2 separate regions of the Zea mays genome follow, and region 2 is linked to region 1. A link is a contact called in public Hi-C data. All regions are on one chromosome and are shown on one strand. Each heading gives the region's core, a stretch centred on a gene start, on an enhancer-like site or on the middle of the called end of the contact. The rest is flanking DNA. Distances are from core to core; before and after follow the strand shown. Region 1 has its middle 28 kb from the start of LOC109942896. Region 2 holds the start of LOC109943176 (BOI-related E3 ubiquitin-protein ligase 1).

The links. A called contact is a pair of places that touch in the nucleus more often than the background predicts.
Region 2: a Hi-C map of ear shows a contact between it and region 1, with 2.6 times the contacts expected there. The contact joins the promoter of LOC109943176 here to the enhancer-like site in region 1. A contact is called at or near these places in 5 of 25 Hi-C or Micro-C datasets (ear, leaf and tassel).

The regions. Positions count from the first base shown.
Region 1 is chr10:115,512,279-115,517,088 of Zm-B73-REFERENCE-NAM-5.0, forward strand. No RefSeq gene overlaps it. Among protein-coding and RNA genes, the nearest start is that of LOC109942896, 28 kb to the right of the region's middle. Within about 2 kb of position 1,878, at least 18 of the 20 cell types and tissues checked have an H3K27ac peak or open chromatin away from gene starts, as enhancers often do. A contact at or near this core is called in ear, leaf and tassel, where this site is marked.
Region 2 is chr10:115,556,747-115,561,548 of Zm-B73-REFERENCE-NAM-5.0, forward strand. LOC109943176 (BOI-related E3 ubiquitin-protein ligase 1) reads left to right here and starts at 2,830. Exons shown (of 2, transcript NM_001365013.1): 1 at 2,830-3,307; 2 at 3,408-4,161. The coding sequence starts at 2,888. The coding sequence ends at 3,917.

The DNA of each region.
Region 1 (4,810 bases), core at 628-3,127:
GCTCGGCGCGCACACCTCTGGTTCCACCACTCGGATTCGGGGGGTACCGGCGTTGGCGAGGCACGCATGGATGGAGGCGGTCTCATCCCCGGCGGCGGTCACCATCTATCCAGACACAAAAATGGCGTTGGCGCGGACATCCTCGCGGCGAGCAAGGGTGTTGTGTGTGCACGCCAGGGGGAGGCATCGCGTGGTGTCTACGCCAGTGGGGGAGGGTGCGGGGGCGGGATGAGCGGGGTGGGGAGCGGGTGAGATTTCTGGCGGCCGCCTACTTTTGATTACGTGCTGGCCGCTTCCTCCTCCCTGCGAAGGGGTTGTGGAGCGCGCGGGCTGGCGACAGCGGGGCGCACGAGCTGGCGGGCGGCGGCGGGCGCGAGCTAGTGGGAAGTGGGAAAGGAGAGGAAGAGAGACGAGCGGAGTTAGGGATTTAGGTTTTTGGGTTAAGTTCGACAGTGTCTACGTGGCCCACGTATTTAATTTAAGAACGTGGGTACCCACGTTTCTAATAGGTTAAGTTCGACGGTTTTAGCTAGGGCCCACGAAGTTAATTTAAAAACGTGGGTACCCACGTTCTTAAAAAAATCCATGAACTTAACTAATGTAAGAACGTCGGTACCCATGTTCTTAACAAAACCCACGAACATTTATCAGTTTCTTGTAGTGAGAGAGCTGGAATTTAGGAATAATATAGGTCTTGATTGGATGACTGCATGTCTGTAATCAGGCTCGCCCCACTCTGACTGTCCAGATACTGTTGTTTTGAGAGTACCGATGGATGCAATCAAAATACCTTAAAATGACTTATTTTGTATCCTCTCATCCGGTCTACGTCTCTCGTGTGCAGCCAACCAAACAAAAACTTAGCAAAAGTCAATGCATGTGGTGGTGCAAGACGAGACAGTGCAGGTAACAATCAGGAGGATAGAGATTGTCTTGGAGTTGGTCTAGGGCGGCTCGGGCAGCCAGGGCACAGCATGCCATGCCCTGGATGGAGGCCGGCGTGGCTATTCAGGCTCAGCTGCCCTGCCCAATGCAACGCGCCATGACTTTCTTCACTATTTGTCACCAGTGGCTAGTTTCCTGACGCTTCTGGTGGCGTTGGTGCCCCCTTTCGGTGAACGGTGATCCGCTCCACCCCATGCCGGCGTGCACCGTGGCCGTGGCTTTTGTTCGGACACGTCGAACATTACACGGGGCGCTGTTGCAGGCAGCGGGCCAACCAGATCTGCCACCACAGTAACAGTACGTACATGCGCACCGCGCCAGCGGATCCATCCATACACAAGTCCACTGCAGCAGAGGCCCACGCTGGCCCGGCTAGCTGCCGTAGGGGACGAGTCCTGCTCCTGCTCCTGCTCCTGCTCCTGCTCCGTAGGCCATGTGCGTGCAGCCATCAAATCCCATCAGCAGCAACTTGCAACTGCAGCTACCCGGCGGCCGCCGCATGGCATGATGCACCGTGACAGAAGCAGCAGCAGCAGACAGAGGGAGAGGGGCCCCACAGCCCATAGGGTGATAGCCTGTCTCCGTCCTGACACTGCTCCCCCACAATCCTGGGGCTTGCTGCACGCGCAGAAAAAGTGAAAAACAAGAGCACAAGCGGCAGGCAGGGCAGGGACCATGCGGATTGATGGATGGGGGGCGGGGCATCCTACTATCCACCCATGCATGCATGCATGCATGCATGTTGCATCGCCAGCGGCAACAAGATCCGTGGGACGGGACTGTGCGAGAGATCATCAGATGGGATCTGCAGTGGCTTGCCCTGCTGCTGCTGGCTGTGCCGCAGATGCCTTGTCGCTCTCACACTCCGCCTGGCCTGCCAGTGCACCTCCAAAGGTGCTGTGCCTGTGCGGGGTACGGATAATCATACCAAAAAGGCAGTGCTACCCTACGAGCATGCGATGCGAGCGAGGGATCTGTCCGGCAGGGTGGGTGGCAGGAGCTGCGCCTCTGGCCCCACCGTTTCTGAGCTTTCTTTCTTTCTTTCATGCAGTGCTTGCCAAGCCGTTTGGCCATAGTGGGGCCCAGCTCCACTTTTGTGGACGCCACGCAACGTCTTGCCAGCTTTTGCTCAGCCACGCCAGCAAGAGAGTTGGACAGCCACTGCTCACTTCACTGGTAGTACTAATAAAGGGGCAGTGCACGATAGCCACGCCCGTGCCTCTGTTTGATTCCCTATTAGGACATGTTAGGTTGACAGGTTTCCATTCTAGAGAAGAATTAAGTTAATCCTCTCCTTGTCACTTGAATCACTTAGGGCTAGTTCTGTAGCCACAAAACCGGTGTGGATTGGAGGGGTTAAAATCCCCATCTTTATACAATTTTGAATAAGTAAGAGATTTTAGCCCCTCCGATATTTGGACTATCAAACTAGCCCTATGTGATTGCGAACCAGATATACTACCTCGAAGTAGGGATAAATTCAGATAGTAATTCAGATGTTTTTTTTGTCGTCTTTCTTCGATTGCGAACAAATAATATATAAAATTTGTTATGTAAATTTATATTCTTGTTTTTTCTAGCATTGAGCTTATTAAGATCAATATAAAGTAAATATAAAACTGGTTCGATCTTTTTAAAATAATTGATACAAATTCGGATACGGATACTATTCGTATACAAATGGTTTTTTTTTCACGTTTTCCGTTGTATGAAAAAAATAATGCATAAAAAGTACACGCAGGGGCGGATTTACGACCGGGGCTGCCTGGGCTGCAGCCCCGGTCGCGGCCCAGTAACGCGAGCAATAGGTCCATCGCGATTTTGTGCCCAGCTCTGCCTCGTGCTGCGATTTCGTGCCCACTGTCCAGCCTCGCGCGGCCGCGCCTAACCTAATCCAGCCGCCGCCTGCTAGGCCGCCAGCCGTGGAAGACTCGCGGCACCGCGCGTCCGCGCCACCGCCCAGGCGCTCACGGCCCGACGCCCGCAGCACGCAGCGGCGCAGGCACGCAGCGTTGCTTGCCTAGTCGCTGGACGGCTGGAGGCCAAAGCTGCCGTTCGCTGAGCCGGACCGCCGGATGAGCGGAGCCCGCAGGCCACCCCTGGCCGCAGCGACGCTCGCCTCGCCAGCGCCTGGACCCGGAGCACCGCCGAGGCCCGGAGCACCGCGGCCACAGGCCACCGCCGTTGTCCAGCCGAGCAAGCGTGAGCCGAGCAGAGCAGGGATTTGTGATTTGAAGTTTGATTTGAATTTGATTATTTATTTGATAGTAATTTCGTGTTTAATTATAGGAATAAGATGGACATGATGTTTAATTATTGCTTGATGTTTTCAATGTGCATGGGCAGTGGCGGATTCAGGGGTTTAATTATTTTTTTGTTTGGTTTAAATTTTTTTGTTATAGTCTTAGTAGCCCCCTCTTGTATCAATCCTGGATCCGCCACTGAGTACACGAGTATTTATTCTTGTCTCTGTAAAATATTTAACAGCATGGATAAAGATTAGCACCGATTTTATGCACATTTACATTAAAATATTAAAATTCATCATATAATTTGGATGTTTAGTACTCGCTACATCGAAGCCTGCAGTAGGTAGTACGGTTGAGGTCCAGTCCAGCAGCAGGTAGCAGCAGAGCGGCGTGGTATTCTGTGGACTGCACGCGCCTTTATTCGCGCAGGCACGATGCCCGTGCTCTGACGACCCTGAGAGAGGGACCGCCCCTAGACGCCGCCGCAGGCAGGGGAAAGCCGGAAGCGAGGGCGCAGTCGCACGCAGGAGTCAGGACGACGCTGGGTCTTTAGGCTGCCCGCAATGGGCGACTGCATGCCCGCGCTACCCGACTTAGCGTAAAAAAAATGCTGCATCGCAGGACTCTACCCGATACTGCATGCTCTGAGTTACGCCATTTCTAGCGCTCTCTCTCACCTACGCCAAACAGAGGCAGTGCAGCTGCAGCAGCAGAGGTGGGCCCGCGACTGCACGCTCTCTCCCATAATCGCTATGAAGTGCACGCAAGCATAGTAGAAAAAATAATATAATATGTGGTAGTTGGTATATGGTTGGATATAAAGTAAACATGAGTGCGGGGAATTCTGGTATAGAGTAAAGAATTTTGCTGACTAGGACAGAATATTCTTTTTAGGGTAGAAATTTAGAGTAGTATGAGTGTGGATAGCCTTATCGGCAGGCGACACGCGGCCGTGGCAGTGTGGCCTGGTCCTACCTGCGCGTTGCCGTCGATACTCTACAGACTACACAGGCGGCAGGTGCATGCTGGAGCCCCGGGCTCCCGGCGGTGCCGTCACTAGTACAATTTGGCTCTATACAAGCGGTAGGCTTTTTACATCACAGACGGTTCAATTAGAAAACCGCCTGTGATGTCCCAGACGGTTCAGTACGCCTGTGATGTAATAGTATCACAAGCGGTTTTTGTTTAGGACCGTCTGTGGTGCTCTATCCATTTCACAAGCGGACCCTAAGACAAAACCGCCTGTGATTGTAAAAATATGAAAATACAATTTAAATATGAAAATAATTTTAATTTTTAACAGAAATATGCAAATACAATTTAAATGAATTAATATTTAATTTTTAACAATAATATGCAAATACAATTTAAATGAATTATAATAGCACACATAGATAACTAGAGAGAATTTAAATTAATTGGCAACCACAATTCATAGTCGATCATACATGATAACAAATACAATTTGATTCATACAATTTTTCATGAACTACCATTTTTCCGCATGTATGGCTTTAAGTTCTTATCAATTTTCTTTTCCACACGCTTGATTCTCTCTGGACCGTTAAAGACGAACATCTCTTCATACTTATTGTATTCCTCATCTTGGTCTCCCA
Region 2 (4,802 bases), core at 1,580-4,079, 45 kb after region 1:
ATGGCAAACGAAGAATTTTATATGCCTCAACATAGCCGTGATCATTATAGGGCGCACGATCATTGTCATCACCAACAATAGTGTACGAAATAGTTTTCAACCATAACCAGCAAATGTTCTCTCACTATGGTGGTATAAAATTAGTGACTATGGTGGTATAAAATTAGTGTTACGATGTTGTTTTGCCACACAAATTTCGCATATCATAGTGATGTTTGTCGTTCTACATCTATGCTTTCTACATCTATGTTTTATACTAAACACTTTTTCCCATGTTATGAATTATCCAACTATGGTTATTGTTTTACAAATTGTATTTATTTCAAGATATATGCTCTAACCTCCATTTGATTTTTATACATTGTATTAACTAGGATCAGTAGTGGCTCGGTGGTAAGGGCACAAAGGGGAGAGCGGCAGGCCAAGGCGGGTAAGGCAACACTGTGGCTTCCAACTCACCTTCATGTGTTCCAGCTTGGGTTCATGGTGTTGGCATAGGAAAAACGAATGCAAGTATCAATTATCAACCATCTGTTTTCCAGATATGTAAAAGCATTGTGCCTTTATTTTTTCCAATGATGTAGACCTATTGTATAAGTTGAAAATAGAACGGTGATAGGTGATCATTAATTTTTTGTTGAGCAATGCAACCCAACTGCCGTGCTTACAAGGTGTGTCAAACATTGGTAGTTATGAATTATTTTGTTGTTGTCCAATTACATTGTAAGATGATGCATTATTAGTGGATGCTACCATCTCAAGCACTAGAAAATTGTAAATCCTTCTGATCGAGAAACATAAAACAACTGCTCATCTACCATAAATATTGGGTTCTTTCATAGTGTGTTTTTTACCATCTGCCATTTCTGGATTAAGAGGCACCAATTAAGAGCAATTATTTATCAGTATGAAAAATCACACTGGCCCCATACTAATAATTTATTTTTTGAAGCACTAATTTGGTGAGGATGATGCATGTCTCCATGTGTTCTGTTCTCTCTCTTTTTTTAGCAAGGATTCTTCTCTCTAAGAAAAAATCCTGGTGCATGCTATCATGATGTTCGATTTGAGCTTCATTTACGTCCTTTTCTTACCGAATTTATACTATCTAGCTAGAGCTTGTTATTTTTACGTGACGTGTTTAGATGACTATTGCCAATTGCGGTGGTAAAGCAAACAGGCATATGTGGCCTGTCAATACGACATTGGTCAAGTAAATGGCCACATCAATAGAAAATATACATCGTGGTGCATAAAAATTAATTGAATGGATGTATTATCATATATTTGTATCCCATATTTACGTCTATTTTAAATATGAATGTGTAATCTTTTGTATTCCATATTCTACTCAGATGAAGTGGTTATGATACGAGTGTTGGGTACCACCGGCAAGTCTACATGTATCTATCTTTTGATGAAAGTTGTTGTAGTTATTTTTAATTTTTGTAGTGGTTATGATATGAGTGGATTGAAACACTGTGTTGTTTAAGATCATGTAAAATTTATATATATCTAATTTAGGTCGAGAAGTCTCGTGTTATGATATGTTGTTTGATTTACGGAGTCGTGTCATGTGTATAAATTTTATGCTTTGTTTGATTTGCGGTATCACATAGATAACGATTTCACATGTTTCCTCGTAGCATCGCACGGACATAAACCTATTTGTACATAATTATCGTGGTATTGTAGGTTCCCGTTGCAACGCACGGGCACTCACCTAGTAAAATAGAAATATCAAGTTTGCCAATACATAAAATCTATGACCCATGTACCCAGCGGATTGAGATGGATTAAATTCCCTTAGGCCCCATTTGTTTTGTTGGAATTGAATTTCATTTTAATAATTATAATTTAGACAAAACTAATTAATTTCATATATTCATATATGTAATATATTTATATATTAACCTAAATTATATGAAAGAGATAGTTATATACTATATTTATATTATAGCGAAGCAAGTAGATGAGTGTTTTATAAATTATACATCGGAAAAATAGTATGTAAATCTATAAAATCAATTTTCATCTCTCACCCATTAATTTAAGATAGTCTTATATGATAACTTTGAAAAATGGTGTAATATCACATTCTAAAAAAATAATCTATTCTATTAGTAAGATTTCAATTCCTTGAAATGAAAGAAAACAAACCGGACCTTATATTCAATCCCCTCAATACACTCAACTGAACAAACCCTTATAAATTGTAATGGCTTCATGTTAAAAGTGCTGAATGCTGTAGGCTAGGAAAACACCCAGAGCCATTGCGTCATCGCAAAGCAAAAAATGTCGTGAACCTGAACCATCATTTCGAGGAATCCTCACTGCTGGATCACGAAATGGAGATTATAGTAAAATAAATAAAAGAAAAGAAAAGACATGGCGGCAAGCTCCCACCTCCCAAGGCAGTGGCAGGGTAGGCCACCCGTTGCATGCTGGCCCACGCGGACCACCACACCACCCAGAGCACTCCACGTCCTGCATCACGGTCACCGGGTCACGCCACTCGGCAAATCAAACGGAGAAAAAAAAATGGAAAAAAAAAAGAAACGTAGCGCAGGCAAGGGGAAAAGGAGAGGTCGCAGCTGCTGCATTTGCCTTGCTCCGTTCTGTGTTCTTCTGCCTGCTCTCCCTCTCCTAGTCATATGTCATCAGATATTATAAACAAAAAAACCGACAGCTTTTGTCTCCGTGCAGACGCCCCCACACAGCCAGGCAGGCACACACCCCACGTTTCCTCCCCGTCACCGCACCGCCCGGTCTCTCCCCCGGAGTATATATAACTTCCCTCCCGTCCCGATGTCTTTCTTCCACTGCCCACTTCTCTCCTCTTCCCTCTCCCCGCCCACTCGGCACTCGCAAGACAAACGCGGCGGCGATGGCCGTCCAGGCGCAGCACCTGTTCGCACCAGCTTTCCTGCCCCACGACGTCGGCCACGCCTTAAGGGCGCTGGAGGGTGCCGCGGCCGTCGGCGGCTCCGCGCTCCTGGACGAGCTCGGCCTCGGCGGGTGCGCGCCAGCGCCGGCGGCCCTCGGGGACGCCGCGTTCGGCGACGCCCAGCCGCGCAGCGAGCTCACCTGCAATGCCGCCGGTGACAACAGCGTGTTCCTCCCGAGGAAGCGGGCACGCGTTGTGCCGGGGTTCCTGGACGTCGGCCACCAGCCGGGGTTCCTGCTGGACGAGGTGCAGAACAGGTGCGGCGCGGCGTCCACCAGCGGCCGGGCGGCGGCGGCCAGTGGCGTCCTGTCGCAGCTGTACCACCAGGGCGTGGAGGTCGACGCGCTGGTGCGGGTCGAGGTGCGTGCGTTGGGTTTGGGAGTCTGGTGGTACATACATACATGTTCGTCGACGGACACGGTGTCTCTGATCCTTTTCCCCCCCACACCGTACGCCGCAGACGGACAGGATGCGCGCGGCGCTGCAGGAGGCTCGGCGGCGGCACGCGCGCGCGGTGGTAGCGGTCGTGCGGGGCGCGGCGGAAGCTCGGCTCCGCGCCGCGGAGGCAGAGCTGGAGCGCGCCCGCCGCCGCGGCGCGGAGCTGGAGGAGCGGCTCCGGCAGCTGGCCGCCGAGGGCCAGGCGTGGCTGGGCGTGGCAAGGAGCCACGAGGCCGTCGCCGCTGGCCTCCGCGCCACGCTCGACAAGGTGCTCCAGCAGCCCGCCGTCGCCGGCGGCGGTGGCGGTGGCGGCGAGGCGGAGGACGCGCAGTCCTGCTGCTTCGTGGCATCCCCGTCGGGGCCGGTGTCGACTGGTTCGTCGCCGTCGTGCAAGGCCTGCGGCGGCGGCGACGCGTGCGTTCTGGTCCTGCCGTGCCGGCACCTGTGCCTGTGCCGCGCGTGCGAGGCCGGTGCCGAGGTGTGCCCCGTCTGCGGCGCCGTGAAGAACGCCTCGCTCCAGGTCCTGCTGTGACGGCGAGGAGGCACTGGCAGCGGAAGCGGGAGTCACTCCAGCTTGCCTCCCGCGTGCCCCGGTACGTGAGTCACGACACCGGGGTCAGGCAGGAAACTTTTGTTGGTTAGTAGCAGTAGAGAGTAGCCCTGTTGAGTACAATCATGTAGAAATGCATTGGCTAAACCACACGTCATAGTTCCTGTTTGCTCAGAGACGTGTACTCATTTTCCTTGATCGCTAAACCACATCATGTTAGCAGTTAGCACCATCTATGCCGGCGGATCGCGTCGTTGCTGGTGAGTCCGGACTGTACTACGAGGCAGGCTGGTGTCCCTCGGCTGCCTGCCTGTACCACGAGGCAGGCTCGTCTCGTCCACACCGCAGAAAAGGCGTGAGTGTACTCCAGTCCAGTCCCGGGAGGACAGAACTTTGCCTGTACAAATCTGACCTGTCCGGTGCGTCACTACCCATCAAGTCCAAGCAACGTTGGGGGTCGGTCAGTGACCGAGCGATGAGGTGCAGTAATTTACCTTTGGCTTGGCATTGGAATCGAGTTCGATAGGCAAAGCACTCGGTAGATTGGTAGGGTAGATCGTTCTGCTTTGGTAGGGTAGTAGATCGCAGAGCTGTAATCAGTCACTTGAGCGCACGTCTAGTCAAAGTCCACACTCGGCCTGCCGCCTGCGCTCGAGAAAAAAAAGATAGGACGACCGAAAGGGCCTCGGAGTCGGAGACAACAATGCAAAGCCACTGCGATTCCTTTCGTGCGTAGCGTACTGGTGCTCGATCGGTGGCCTCTTGCCTGTGCGCTCTGGCCTGATGGCGACACAGGCGTCTTTGGAGTGCCTTTACGCAGGGGTTTTCTCTTTGACAGCAGCATCGGTTCCTTTTGGAGGACAAGTC